2 separate regions of the Rattus norvegicus genome follow, and region 1 is linked to region 2. A link is a contact called in public Hi-C data. All regions are on one chromosome and are shown on one strand. Each heading gives the region's core, a stretch centred on a gene start, on an enhancer-like site or on the middle of the called end of the contact. The rest is flanking DNA. Distances are from core to core; before and after follow the strand shown. Region 1 has its middle 97 kb from the start of Xcl1. Region 2 has its middle 42 kb from the start of Dpt.

Region 1 (4,172 bases), core at 4-2,503, 270 kb after region 2:
TTCTAAATTCTTTGGACAGGGTGTTATTCTAAATTCTTTGGACAGGGTGTTATGCTAAATTCTTTGGAAACTCTCTGGTTAAGGCAGCCATAGCCATTATGTTTGAATCTTACAATGCCTCCATGAGATCCAGCTGTAAGGCATTTTTTTCAATTAGTGATCAAGTGTTGGAGGGCCCATTGTGGGTGGTGCCATTCCTGAGGTGGCAGTCTTGGGTTCTATAAGAAAGCAAGCTGAGCAAGCCAGGGGGAAGCAAGCCAGGAAGCAGCATTCCCCAATGCCTTCTGCATCCATTCCTGCCTCCTAGTTCCTACCCTGTGTGAGTTCCTGTCCTGACTTCCTTTGGTGATGAACAGCAATGTGGAAGTGTACGCTGAATAAACCCTTTCCTCCCCAACTTGCTTCAAGGTCCTAATGTTTGTGCAGGAAAGAAACCCTAGGACAGATTCTCTCCCAGAGGCTTGTCTGTATGCCTCTTCCTGCCACCCTTTCTCTTGCCAGGCCCCTAACCAATTACTCCAATTATATGTTCTTTCTCAGGAACTCATGGATATTCCCACTTAACCCATCTCTACCAGAAGAATGACTATGTCTACTGCACAAGGCATTGCCTAGAGTGTTTTAAAGACCCATTCATAGCAGTTCATTTGCAAGCTTGAACCTACATGCAAATTCATGGGGGTGTTTAAAGGTGGAGCCTAATATAAGGTGCTATCATCAAGGAGAATTGATATAGTTACCTTGGACTTTACTTAGTTCTAAGAGAAAGAACAGGGAAAAAGCAGACCCTCCCTGCACTCTGGCTTCCTGCCTTGCCATGATTTCTCCTGCTCACAATGCTCCTCCCACAGGATGCCATCCACCATGAAGTAATACAGCCAGGGAGCCCTTTGCAGTGCTATTTGACCTTGCAGCCTCCAGTACTACGAGCCAAAAAAACCTCTCCTCTATACAAAGTCCCCAGCCTACTGTATTTTGTTACAGCAATGGAAAACGAACTAACACGACAACCCATCTGTAATGCAGACTTGACTTTTTCTTCTTCTATAAGACACTTCTATAAGGCAGTGTCCATCTAAAGACCCTTAGCATAAATGTCTGCTGGCGGAGAGAAAACACAGTGATGTGGAGGAACCGAGCCACTTGCTCGTGTAGCTTCTTTGGAAATCTCTGGCCACGCTGTGATGCATACCCAGTGCAGCTCCTGAAGAATGAGTCGGCATGCATTTAACTGTGGCGATATTACCTTGACTTTAAGGGGGAAACCTGCAGAGGGCTCTGTAGAACATACCGTAGCATAAAATGCTAGTCATAGGCTCGGAGGATTCTAGAGAGGGCATTAACATCTCTATCTGGCAGATAATCAGAAGAAACTTGAGGTTCTCCAGTTAACAGACTGTCTTAATCCATTCAAACAGCCTCAGTACATGAACAGCCCGACAGGAATATGGTGTGAGCCACCCGTGGGATTTTAAATTATGGAGCAATACCATTGCCAACAGTGAGCAGAAATAGGTGGAATTGTTTTAAAGCCGTGTCTTACTTAACATATCCAAAACATTGTCAACTCAATGTCAACTCAATGTAATGAATATTTTACATGACATATTCTCTCTCTCTCTCTCTCCCTCTCTCTCTCTCTCTCTCTCTCTCTCTCTCTCTCTCTCTCTCTCTCTCTCTTATCGTGCTGTCTTTGAAATCTGGTATATGGGTTTTGTAAAGCACATCTCAGCAAGCTATCTGCAAGTACTCGGCGGCCATGTGCACCTTGTAGCAAATGTCTCCAAAGCAATGGCTTTAAATCCTGCTCAGCTCTCTGCTCTCTTCCCTGATGTACTCCTTCGTGGCAGATCCTAGCGTGTAGGAGGAAGCTGCTTGGGCAGTAACCTTGCCTCTGGTGGGAATCTGCTGTCCTTGGCATTTTCAAAACCTTGGCAGCCCCCACCCGTGCCCTTTGTGCTCTGCTGCCCCCACTCAGCTTCACGGGTGCTGCTGCCACTTTCTGAGAAGGCTCGGTGTGGAAAGAAAAGGAAGTCAGGCAGGGTAGACAAATGTTTAACTCCATCTCTGTGTGTACCCTGTAATTTAAGGCTAAATCCAGCTCGATTCGGTTTCTGTGGCAACCGAAGGAACCAGCTTTCTCCACGGCTAAGTTCATCACTCGTTGTCAGACTCCTATACACGGGGTGCCCACAAAACACTCAGCTTCCCAAATACCCCAGCTCTGGTGTTCTAGAAACCCTAGACCCTGAGCTCAAGCCAGGAATACAAAGAATGGGCGCACCTAATCGCAGAGCATGTAGGGACGGCAAGAGCAAGACTAGCAGGGCTTTCTTCATAGCAGCCTTTCGAAACGGGACCGATTTCCTCGGCCCCAGGAAGGCTCTCTTCAGAGCAGGAGGCCGAAACAGGTGGCCTGAGAGTTCCTCGTTAGCCTGGCTGCACATCATAGGCCCTTACTAGAAGCTTTTCTCCTTTTGTTCACTTCCCTTCAGCACACTTGCATGGCCTGAGAGGCAGGTTTAATTTGGCTTTAGCCTTGAACCAGATGCTTCTGGAGCTTCTTCTACTGGGGTCCGGCTTGTGGAACCATTCTGGAACATCCATGGCAAGGGGTCCTTCTGACAGCCCTTCCCGGTCTCTGTCAAGTTCCTGTTTCTGCGGAGGTCTCCAGAGACGTGGCTTCCATGCATTTTTTTCTAACTCTAATCCACAAAACAAAATACAAGCGACATCATAAGGCACCATCAGACCTATCCATCTTTGCGGTAAGTTCCCCCACCACATTCTGCAAACCAATGCTCTAACCAAAGCTCTCTTCAGATCACAATGTAGCCCAGCATAGTAACTCTCTCTCTTGTAACCCCAGCACTTAGGAAAGTAACACAGGAGGGTTGTGAGTTCCTGGCTAGCTTTGGCTGTGCAATAAGACCCTGTCTAAGAAGACTAATTCATTTAATTTAATATTTTAAAAAATAAACAAAAAGAGCAGAACGCCACCGTAAAAGTCCCCTGGTTCCTCTGGTGAGCTCCCGTTGTCCTCAGAATAAAAGCATTAAACCTGGTGAAGAATCTAGGACTTAGAACTGGCCTCTGGCACCATAGCTTTTACACTCAGCCCTGAGGCTCACAGGCATCTCCTACCTCAGGCTGGCTCAGTCTTCCCTGTCTGAGGTCCTCTCCCATCCTGGGATGCACAGTCCCTCTCTTCTGTCTGATCTTACACTGCCCTTGTTCTCACCCCTGGCTTCATCAGCCAGGAAATCTGTAATCTTCTCCCTTGACCTACCCTGTCACCGTGACAATTTTATATCTGTTGGCATACTGACGTGGGAGCTAGACCTCTAGCTCCCCCACTGAACACTGAGCTTTAAAATGCAGAAATGCTTTCTGGTTTCGCTCAGCTACTTATCCCAGGATCTCCCGTAGTACTTGACAAAGAGTAAATGCCTAAAAATGATCTGCCGCATGAATGACTAAGGAATTTCAGGCGATAACTCCGGAGTGATAAAGGTGTGTTTAGGCCACGGTGTTGAAAAGACATCCAACTGAATGTAATCCTAGCTACTGGGAGGCTGAGGCAGAAGGACGACAAGTTCAAGGCCAGCTCGAGTAACTTAGCAAGACATTGTCTCAAAACCAAGAAACTGAGCTACAGCGGGGGGGCTTAGGTGGTACAGTGCTTGCCTAGCTAGCTTCTGTAAAGGCCGGAGCTTTCAGTCAGTCAGTCTGTCTGTCAGTCTGTCAGGCTTTCTGTTTCTGTCTCTCTATTTCTCTGCTTCTCTCTGTGTCTCTGTCTGTCTGTCATCTCTCTTTCTTTCTGCCTCTTTGTCTCTCTCTCTGTCTCTGTCTCTGTCTCTGTCTCTCTCTCTCTCTCTCTCTCTCTCTCTCCTCCCTGCCAACCCCTCCCCATCCCGTCTATTTTCAGTGAGACATAGGTGTGTGACCTCAGGTGACAGGAGAGCAGAGGAGCTGGCTGGATGCTATAGTCTGAATCCAAAATGCCCTCCCCGACAAGTTCATGTTACAAATATTTGGTCTTCTGCTAGTTATTTGGGGTGGTTCTGGAAGCTTGTGGGGGGTGGGACCAGGTTGAAAGACATAGGTTATTGGGGTAAGTCCTTGGCCTATCTGACCCATGGCCACTTCCTGTTGCTCCCCCTGTTTCTTGC
Region 2 (4,420 bases), core at 86-2,585:
TTTAGTAGGAGCTACGAGAGTATTCAATGAAGAGAGAAGACTAGGCAGTGTCCACGCTATGATCTTGGCAGTTGGTCATAGAAGGCTGGCTTCCATTCTCGATAGAATTTGAAAAGCCATGGAGATGTTGTTAACTGGGGAAACTAATCATTCAGAGATGTAATTCTTATTGCAGGGTGGAAACCACATTAGAAATAGGAAAGCAAGTTAGGAAGCCATCAAGAGTCTGGATGCAGAACAAAGATGCTATGAGTCAAGACGGTGGTTTTGGAAATGAAAAGAAAACAAAACAAAATGTTGGATTCTGGAGGTGATGTAAACATTGAACACAGAGCAACTTGAGTTCTTGAAGTGATCAGATGGACAGAGAAAGTGGATTTTGCTTCAAGAAAGCGAGGGTGCCAATGACTGTCTCACACTTATTATACAATGTGTACATGTACTAAAATGTCACACTGCCCCATAATCATGTACAATGGCCATGTACTGAAAACCTTTTATGCAAGTAAGTAATAAATTAACAAACTGGATGTCAGTAAAGAGTTATCATCAATTGACAGTTGTCTTAGCAACGAGAAGTGAATTTAATTCAGCCATCATCGTGACTCATGAGTTTTTACACTTGGTGCGCATGTGCGCTTGTTTTCAGACAGCATCAACTACAGCATTCTCAGTTTTAACCGTGCAAACCACAAACACGGACCTCAGCATCTGTGCTTCCTTTCCCTCTGTAGAAAGAGAGGGTGCTAGTCCTCACCTCGTCAATCCCTTCTCTCCGTCCCTTCAAAACCATTGCCTCAGAAAAATAAACCAACACTGCTGCTAATACTGCCAGTCGTATGCCCCTCTTCCCCTTTCAACAGGATCGACATTCACAGGAAGCAAACACAGAACATCCTGTTTACACAAAACATATCATTGCGTGCTTAGGGACCTACATACCTGTAACATAGCCAGAGCTCACTAAACAGTGTTGAACACATGAATTAATAGGAAAGGGAAAAAAATCTAGATTTAAGTGTATTGGGGGCACAGAAGAATATGTTGGGAAAGAGAAGTTACCTAAGGAATGAGGGTGTCCATGAAAATAACTAATCTATGTTAGCTATTTGTAGGGGTTTTTTTGTTGGTATTTTAAATAAAGTGTTAGAAAGTCTAATTTTACGGACTATAACACCAGTAGCATGTGATATACTTCACAAGTAAATAATTTTATTTTCATATTTCTTGCTCATAGAAAAGATTTTTTTTACTTTGATGTGACTGTTCTGGCACGGGGGGAGTTGTTACCATAGCAGCCACTGCATTTAGCACATGTCCAGCTGGAACACAAAAAGGGTTTCTGCCTCTTTAAATAGTCGTGACACGATTCAAGGATGGGAAGCTTCAAACCACCACGGTGCAGACAGAGGAGACAGAGGAGAGAGGAAAGGAGAGAAGGGCGGAGGCACAGAAGCACTCAGAAAGACGTGGATAAAATGAAGACGTGGATAAAATACACAAGTGAGCAGACCGACAAAGCTCTTTACACATGGACGGGAGGAAGGACAACGTGGAAATGTGTAAATGGGTCAGATTTGATGTTCCACATCTACTCACAGACTCGTATTTCACAAAAGTATGCTTCACACCTGCTGGTTGCTATGGAAATCCTCCCTGTGACCACACAAGGAAGACACCAAGTCACACAAGTGACACAGGAGAGCAGAGTGGCCCTTTCTATTGCATTCCAAGTTAGTGTTACTCAAGGAGTTCTGGGGACCAGAGGGATAGGTTTGTCACCAACTGGTCAATGAAAGGCCACTGAAATACTGGTGTACATAGGACATCTATTACTATACACACAGCAGGCCGAGGAATCCTGGAGAAAGGACACTCCAGGAGATGGAAGTGTGTCTTCTCAGCAGATCTGCACCTGCTTCACTCTGAGCACAGCGGTTTCCTGCCCTGGGCTTTATTTTCTCCTTATCAGAGTGGGGATGTGGGGACAGGAGCCAGGGCTGCACCAGTGAGGAGGCTGCAATGAGAGGCTGCAAGCGACGAGCGAAGTACAATTTCCAACCAGCTTAACAATGAAAAACAAACTGCTGGACCATGAAATGGAAATTTTCAGACAGACGTGGTGGCCTGTGCCTGTAGTGTCAGTATTAAGAAGGCAGTGCTGAGAGAATCACTGTAGCCTGGAGGTCAGCTCAGAATACACTGGGAGTTCCAGGCAAGCTTTTGACTACAGAGTGAGAGATTCTGCCCTCCCCAACCCCAAATTAAAAACTATGTGCATGTGTGTGTGTGTGTGTGTGTGTGTGTGTGTGTATGCATACATGTATACATGTGTATGTACTTGTATGCTATGAATGTGTATGCATGTATATATGTGTGATTGTGTGTATGTCAGTATGTTGGTACATGTGTGCATAGTCTCATGAGTTGTCTGCATGTGCATGCATGTGTGTACATGTGTTTCTGAACATGTGATGTATGTGCTCGTTTGTGTGCATGTGAATATATATGTGGGCAAGGGTGCACAAGTGTGTTAAAATGTCCATGAATCTGCAGTTGACACAGGGTGTCTGATGGAAAATCTTAGCTTCTGACCAAGATTTTGAAGGATCAGAAACGTGCCAGGAGATGAAAGAGGGTGGACGGGCTGAGCGAACTGGTTACATTTATGAGACTTTGGGTAATAAAATGAACAGCGGAAGTTTGTGCAGAGACAAAGAAAGCTCTAAACCAGATGCTTCTGACAAACCTTCAGCAACCATTGCAAAGGAAGGAGGGGAATGACTGCAATGAGACTGGTTGTTGCTGTTCTGTTTTCCAGACGCAACAGGGCAGGCAGTTGCAAATGTGAACGCACGGCAGAGTGACAGCACAAGACCTGTGCAAGATCATGTCAGATTAAATCCCAGCATGGTGGGCCTGGCCGTGTGTCAGGAAGTCCCACCCCTAACTGAGGAGCTATTAGCAGTGGAAAGCTGCTGAGAGAATCAGTTTAAGGATAAGGCCTTCAAGAAGCTATCCCTGCACCAGCAGATAGATGGTCCTGTGACTTAGAACACACAGGCAGAGCTAAGTAGACTCAGTCAGTTTAAAAATAACAAAATAGGGAGGGAGTGATGTTAGGGGGATAAGGGAATGATTAGAAGGGAGGGAATGGGGTGGACTTAAGCAAAACATGCACACTTGCATGTGTACACACACACATTCACACACAGACACACATACATATTCACACGTACACACTCTCACATACTCACACATACAGGCACACTTGTGCTCTCTCTCTCTCTCTCTCTCTCTCACACACACACACACACACACAGACACACACACACTTACCAGTATACACAGTTCTCAAACAACAAAATATAATTTAAACAAAAGCAATTTCAATGTTAGAAAATCCTAGTAGGAGCTGTGCCTGGAAAGACAGAGCTCAAAGGTTGAAGACTCTCTTCTCTCATGCTGAGGAAATCATTTCATTCTGTCTCTGATGAGTTATTAAAGGATGGAATTAGGGAAGATACATACATGATCAGACTAATGTTTTCCTCACATAATCATCCTGGAAGATAAAATGAGGGTTTTAGGTGATAGTGTTTTGTGTTGCTAGATAAGATAGTACCAAGCTGACAGAAGCTATTGGAAGAAGACAGTAGTTACCCCAGGACACACAGAGATTTGTTTTCAGGAGACACAGGGAGAAGTCTTGGTATGCCATTGGATTTAGGAAGAGGAGTGTGGCCCTCAAACATTGCATGTGTAATTGTCTCCTGTTTCAAACTTACACATAGTACTAAAATGGAGGATGTAGAAGAATTCTCATGATATTTTGAGGAGGCTTACTTGTAATGTATGCCTTGACTATACATTTACTGTCTGAATTTATTCTCTACAGAGTTCTTTAGGTAAATCATTGAGCCAAGTTTCCCCTGTCAGAAAATGACATTTCCCCCAGGAAGTTATGTTAACTGAATCGCCCAAAGTCTTTCTAATTGTCAGAGATTCTCCATCCGTGCTCAATATGCAAACAAGGTACTCTTTGGTCCCTGTTGGGGGATGGTCTGCACATAGGGGAAGGGAATAGGTCAGTCTACTCTGATAGCCCTGCATGATAATGTTTCTTGGAGAAAGGTCATATTTCCATACTGTCTTATTCCCATATTCCTCAAACCTCTTGGATGAATTCTATCTAGATTTAATCTATGCTTTGCTTAAAGCATAAATTCTGATCCTAAAAATCTCATTTCCCAATTCTGTTCTATTAAAAACCAAATGGTACACAGATCATCTTTCCTTCCAACTTGGAACTCACATCATCTGTGGATGACTGTGACAGCTGTAGGAAGGGTTCCTCCTGGAACACGGAAAACTCAGTTAGGACTTGAGTCTGGGCCCCAGTGCATACATTTCTGGATTA

What was found. A called contact is a pair of places that touch in the nucleus more often than the background predicts.
Region 1: a Hi-C map of hepatocytes shows a contact between it and region 2, with 2.1 times the contacts expected there. The contact joins two enhancer-like sites. A contact is called at or near these places in 5 of 12 Hi-C or Micro-C datasets (frontal cortex, hepatocytes, kidney and 1 more).

The regions. Positions count from the first base shown.
Region 1 is chr13:79,880,773-79,884,944 of GRCr8, forward strand. No RefSeq gene overlaps it. Among named protein-coding and RNA genes, the nearest start is that of Xcl1, 97 kb to the left of the region's middle. Within about 2 kb of position 1,254, at least 40 of the 93 cell types and tissues checked have an H3K27ac peak or open chromatin away from gene starts, as enhancers often do.
Region 2 is chr13:79,611,891-79,616,310 of GRCr8, forward strand. No RefSeq gene overlaps it. Among named protein-coding and RNA genes, the nearest start is that of Dpt, 42 kb to the right of the region's middle. Within about 2 kb of position 1,336, at least 17 of the 93 cell types and tissues checked have an H3K27ac peak or open chromatin away from gene starts, as enhancers often do.